Regions from separate parts of the Anser cygnoides genome. Here region 1 is linked to region 2. The links are chromatin contacts, called in public Hi-C maps. All regions are on one chromosome and are shown on one strand. The core of a region is the stretch at or near the end of the contact, and the rest is flanking DNA. Distances in the headings are between cores, read along the strand shown. Region 1 overlaps EFHB (EF-hand domain family member B). Region 2 overlaps LOC125179634 (a long non-coding RNA gene).

What was found. A called contact is a pair of places that touch in the nucleus more often than the background predicts.
Region 1: a contact with region 2 is called in a Hi-C map of granulosa cells, with 2.5 times the contacts expected there. The contact joins two enhancer-like sites. A contact is called at or near these places in 2 of 7 Hi-C or Micro-C datasets (granulosa cells and liver).

The regions. Positions count from the first base shown.
Region 1 is chr2:39,364,625-39,367,752 of Taihu_goose_T2T_genome, forward strand. It overlaps EFHB (EF-hand domain family member B), which reads right to left. Exons shown (of 13, transcript XM_066991888.1): 13 at 232-3,044. The coding sequence ends at 2,889. Among named protein-coding and RNA genes, the nearest start is that of RAB5A, 16 kb to the right of the region's middle. Within about 2 kb of position 1,342, at least 1 of the 3 cell types and tissues checked has open chromatin away from gene starts, as enhancers often do.
Region 2 is chr2:39,066,640-39,069,530 of Taihu_goose_T2T_genome, forward strand. LOC125179634 (a long non-coding RNA gene) reads left to right here. Exons shown (of 5, transcript XR_001203625.3): 3 at 712-811; 4 at 1,091-1,187; 5 at 1,734-2,891. Among named protein-coding and RNA genes, the nearest start is that of KCNH8, 17 kb to the right of the region's middle. Within about 2 kb of position 1,307, at least 1 of the 3 cell types and tissues checked has open chromatin away from gene starts, as enhancers often do.

The DNA.
Region 1 (3,128 bases), core at 92-2,591, 300 kb after region 2:
TTGGACTACTATTTGTGGTGACACACAGATAAAATGAATGGAGAGAGAGCATATTAACATCTGAATGTGCTGTGTATTTTAGCCAGTGCCTACTTTTAAGAAAATTATATGAAGAAAATTTGGCCAGATTTTTTTTTTTTGCCCAGACACTTACCTTTATCAGAATTTTCTGTTTACTTGTTTTGTCTACAAAATCAACATACTTACAATCCCTGTTGTTTTGTAATGTAGCTGTTAACAAAATAAATCTACCTGAGTGCTAAATTTGTGTGTTTGTTTTTAGAATGCATGTTTAAGTCATAGTGAAGGTTGTTTTGCTAACCATTTCCAGAAAACCTTGCCTTGGATATGGCCCATAGGAACCACAAAATCACGAACACAACTTGGAGCTTTAAAAGTTTATAAATGTATCTTTGAATTCATACATGTTGTAAAGACAAAAATGAAGTATAAAGATCTTCACGAAGACTCTGTGCATAAAGCATTTAACAAAAGGAAACAAACAAAAGGATTCAGAAACTCCACAGAATTAACTGGCTGTGTCACAGAAATTAAATCTTTCAGAGGTCTCATAAGCATGTAATGGAAAACAACAACCTACAAGTAGAATTTACAGCTCTGTGCAGTGATTAAGCCATTATTCTCTTTACTTCTATAAAAGAGGTAAGTTTAGGTGAGCAGCACTTCCAGTACATATAAAATACAAACTCAGAAGGAAACCTTTAGTACGAGGTCAGAAACATAGTTTCAAGAAAAGCCAAAACTGGTCTTTTTTTTTTTTTTTTTTTAAGTATTATGATTATTATAGACTTATTTAGCTGACTGCCCAAGAACGATGTTAAATCTGTTTCACTGACAAAGGAAAATATTCTACTGAAAGTAAAGGAATGAAAGGGGGCATCTCTACAGTAGATCCAAAAATATGGTATACAGTTTTTAGCTGCTGAACAAACAAAAATCTCTTCTATGAATATTCACATCTGATTTTTTCCCCCATTTTTCTCTGTAGTAAGCTTAAACTTTTCACCCAAAATTTTCTATTGAACAAGAACAGCAACATGTTCTTTAACAGTAATTCTGTCTGATACTTTTGGAATTGGACCACATGAAGGCAAAGGTTTCTTCCCTCCTACCTTGTATGAGCAGAGGAGCTCTAGGGAACTGCACCGAGGTGGTTAAATCCTGACGCAATAAATGCAATTTTAAATTAGCAGTACATTCATCTTTCTGTCATGATTTCACTTCAGATTGTCAGTCTGCTTTCTGCACACTTCCCAGTGCATGCAGAGAGATCCAGAAGGATGGGAAGGCAAGGCAACAAAAGTACAGAACAACTTTCATTCACAGCAGGAAAGATTTCCACTACCTGCTGCTCCCTGGAGATACCAGAAAGCACATTTTTTCTACATGATGCAAGACAGCTACTATTAAAATTCTGCAATAATAATTAAAAAGATGAGTCACTGAACCCTTTGTTGCTAAAACTTCAGAATTACTTGACTCAGCATTTTCTGTTGTTACTTGATCCAGAAGGGAGATGTTTTTGTACAAACCGGTAAATTACAAACTCCTAGAAAATCAGTGAAAGAGTAAGCTCAACAATCACAAGTGCTAAGTGAAAAAAAGCAACACAACTAAATTTTAAACTGACGTTACACAATCATTCTTAGTATTTAAAATAAATACAACCTTCACTTACATTTGAGAACTTGGTAACAATTTTGGCCACCAACATTAAATAATTCTTTAAATCTTGCTGTTGTAACATAATGGAAGCACTGATAGGTGAGAAAGCAATATTGTTCCTGAAATCCTGTATTCTATTATCACATTGGGCAAGGATTTTTCTTTTAGATTTTTTTCAATTGAAAAAAAAATCTAAAAGCAATTATTCTCACTGCCAATACCAAACACTTTCCATTGGTTTCATACCAAACTCAGTAAAGTAGGTAAAGAATGAACACTTCAATTCACAGTTGCAGATTTTAGTATTATTTACTTTCCATTGTTTATTCTTACTTTACTTCATAATATATTCATTGGGATTTCCATAGTGATTCACAAGGCTTCGTCTATGATCACTATTCCCAAGAAATTGCACTAGCCAAAGGTGAACAGTTAGCACTCTGAAAGACCTCCTAAACTTCTCTGACTACTAGTCTGTATTTTTATGTAATACGCAAATATTCTTCTAAATATCCATTCTTTTTTTATTGTGAAAATTCAATACTAGTACCTAATAGCCATAAGCTGGGATATAGAATACGAACCCTCTGCCGCACAATTGGGCATTTATTTTTGCACTTAACAGATTGATTCTTATGGTGTCTACTTCATGAAAATGCTTTAGCCCCACACCCACGACCAAGTATCTTACTGTAAAGCACTTTGTCACACGGATTTTTAAACACATCAAATAACACCCTAGACAGTTCTCTGTTTGCTACCATTTTACTGACGAGGAGTTATAGAACATTAGAAACAAGGGTAGATGTTTTTCTATGATAATTATCTTTAAGAGGTCTTCCAGAGAGAGAAAAATCCTAAATGCAGAAGTGTCCATTTCTAAAGTATTATGATTTAGACTTAGAAACAATGTTTTAAAAAAAATGATAAAGAATGTAAGACAAAAATTTGAATTCCTTTCACAAACATGTTGTACATGTATCCTCTTTTTTTCATACGGATATCGGTTCCTAGTAACTGCAACTAGGGCAGAAACATTTATATAAATTTGCGGTGAATGCAGTATTCAGAAAGACAATAAACAGTGAACTCTAGTTATATAAAAACATCCTATTTAAAATGTTTATTGTATTCAGCACCAGAATTATGACTGATGTCAATTTAAATATATGCATCACACGCACACAAAACAATTGCTAATTCTAGTCTTTGGGCGTTGCATTTATCTCATCCAGTATATTCCTGACATTTTGTATGCAAACCTCTTCGTTCTGTTGTTTCATACAGGCTTGCTTCCATATCTCTTCAAATCTTTCATCTGAAATGTTCATACCAATGTTGCGGAGAATTTGTGCAACCTACAAAATAATACAACTCAAGTAATTCCGGCTGGCATTTTCTTTAGAGTCCAGCTTTTACATATATTGGCAATCAATTCGCCA
Region 2 (2,891 bases), core at 57-2,556:
ACTGTCAGTGCTCTTCCAAATACAATTCAGGATATTGTTAGCTATCTTTCCTCCAAAGGTATATTGATGGCTCCTGGTCAGCTTGTTGTCCCCTGGAACCAGACCCCAAGAATGCTCTCTCTAGAGTTGTCTTCTAGATGGTAGGCATTGGGGGCGGGGGGGGGGGGGCTGTACAACTAACAGCATGTACTTTTGTCTGGGATTATTCCTCCTTGAGTGCAGGACTTGACGTTTCCCTGCGTTGAATTTAACGATGTTGCTGTTGGATTTATTTTTCAGTGTGCTGAGGTCCTCCTGAGTTGAAGCACAACTATCTGGTGTATCAACCACTCCTCCCAGTTTTGTATTATCTACAAATGCTCTGGTGGTACACTCTATTCTATTATCTAGGTCACTAATGAAGGAGTCAATAAGTATTGGCCACAGTCTTTACACCTGCAGTACACCACTAGTAATTAATCTCCAGCTAGACTTTGGTACTGATTACAACCCTAAGATTGTTTCTGAGTGTTCAAAAGATAAATTTCACTTTTGATTCTGAAGTTCACACATGTACAAGACCCATGTCAACATCTGCCCCATGTTGACATTTACAATGTAAACTTTATTTTTCCTATCATAGTTTCCAAGCCAACTCCAGAAGTAAAGATTTTCATTTATGCAATTATTTCCATGTCTTTCTCTTTGTTTCCGGTATTCATCTTTCTGAAGCATGGACCTTCAATTTTACACAGCATCACCTAGAGATCAAGAGAAAGCTGTATTCAGAATCACTTCATACAAATACTTGGGCTGTGGTTGTATTGCACAGGTAGAGCACAGTCTTTCTGTTGTGAATAACCACACTTCAGTGTTCTAATATGTTTGTGTTCTTCCTGTCATTTCTAATGGGTGAACTGTGTATGTGCAAAGTGAGTCCTTGCTGTTTTTCTGTAAGTGTAGGAATTCTGTAAGATTAGCACTTTGTGTGAGTGAACCTCACCCTCTTCTAAACACTCCTACCTTGAAATTAGTCCTTTTTTTGTCTTGTACAACTCCTTCTTCCTTATGTTAGAGAGAAAAATTAATCTGATGCCTGTATTTCTTGTAGGCTTATCTCACACCTGAAATTATGCTTAAAAGGCCAAATGAAGCTGCATTTGCAACCAACTCTTTTGCAGTCGCAAAGCAGTAACAGTGAATATACTGTGAGTACATGTGTATATGTATGCAATGTATGTTTTACTCCTGGCCGTGTACCTGCTGGGGCTGAGAGAATGCCGAGTCGCACCCGCTGCAATGCGGTGCGGGATGCGCTAGGTGGGGATCTTGCCCCATCAGTGGCCAGGCAGTGAAAAATCTTTTCCTTGATGTAGTATGTAAAACCATACTTTGAAGTCTTTAATATCATTCATGAAAGAGATACAAGGAACAGGGAGGTGGGGGATGCTGCAATTCTTCATTCTGTCTGAAAGAAGACCCATAGCTGTGTTTAAAAGTAAAAATCTGTGTGTATTTTCTTTATCCTGAAACTCAATAGCTTTGCTTAATCCATAAGTACTGCAACAATTTATTCATCCATATCTTCCTGGTTTCTTAAAAAACGCTTTTAGACGTGTGATAAAAAGCTAATCATTCTGGAGTTGTAACACACAACCCAAGTTTTTCAAGTAGAAGAGTTGCATTTCTGGTGCATTTGCTGAATCACTACTGAACAGCTTGTTTTTGTTACTGGCTTGTTTTTGCACTTTCAGGGTGAAATAAGAGTTACTGTGTAATCTTTTGGTTCAAGAATGAGGCTTGCACTTCATCAGATAACTCATGAAGAATATATGAGAAATAATTAAAATACCTATTCCTGTGACCTAAAAATGACTGCACCTTTGGATAAGGTTAACTCAGCACTATCTTATACTTGGAGTAGGTCAAAGCATGTTTTAAGGTTTGGATGCTGTTTCTGTAAGTTAAATCTAGATGTGTATTTATTTATTTATTGGGGGGGGGTGTCATTCATTCTGTTGAAGTACACATGAAAGACTATGCTAAATAAAGAATAAAGTGGCAATGTAAGGAAGAGAATAATAACCATCTGGAGAAACCAGGGTTTTCAGCTTCTGAAATGGAATCAGCTTTAGGGAGTTAAGACTTTCTGAGGTAAGGAGGTAGCATCTAAGAGGTGCATCCCCTGCTACCCCCCCCCCAAAAAAAAACGGATTCCAGACCAAGAAAAAGGCTTTGGAAATGTTGTTGCAATTCATGTTCACTGTAAGTAAACAGTTCACTGGAAATATTTGTCTACTGCTTTCAGTAATTGGGATGGGTGATTAAGCCTCTTAAAGGTGCCTTTCCCCTGCTTTCAAATCTGACAGTCAATACTTTGAATTCTTTCTCTAGTCATCTCCTAAAGTAAACTCCTCTGGTTAACTACCCATAACATTGGGCAAAATAAAAATACAGGAGGACTAATCTGTGGCTTCTGTACTCATTATGTACAGAGTTGTTGTTTACTCTTTTTGGACAACCCTTGCTTTCACATGACTGAGGAGTACGATTATTTCACCAAATGGCTTCACCTACTGCTTTCCTATATATCATATATGGTCTCTTTCTGCACGTGCTTATGATAGTATTCACTTAACATCAACATTAGGCAGGAGTCCCATTTGGAGTGTAAATTGTGAAGAAACGTATGCATAATTCCATCCACACAAAAATGAACAGTCTGGACCTGAATAAGCAATGCAATTGTTTCCACTTTATCCCTGAAGGCAACCATTGCAGGCTAAAGCAAAGCTATAGAGGTCCAGAAATATGAAGTTTAATTATTTCAATTATGTGACTGAAACAAAAAATAGGCTGGTCTGTGGGATTCAGTGTAGTAGGTGATTAGATAGTAGACTAATAATGAAGAT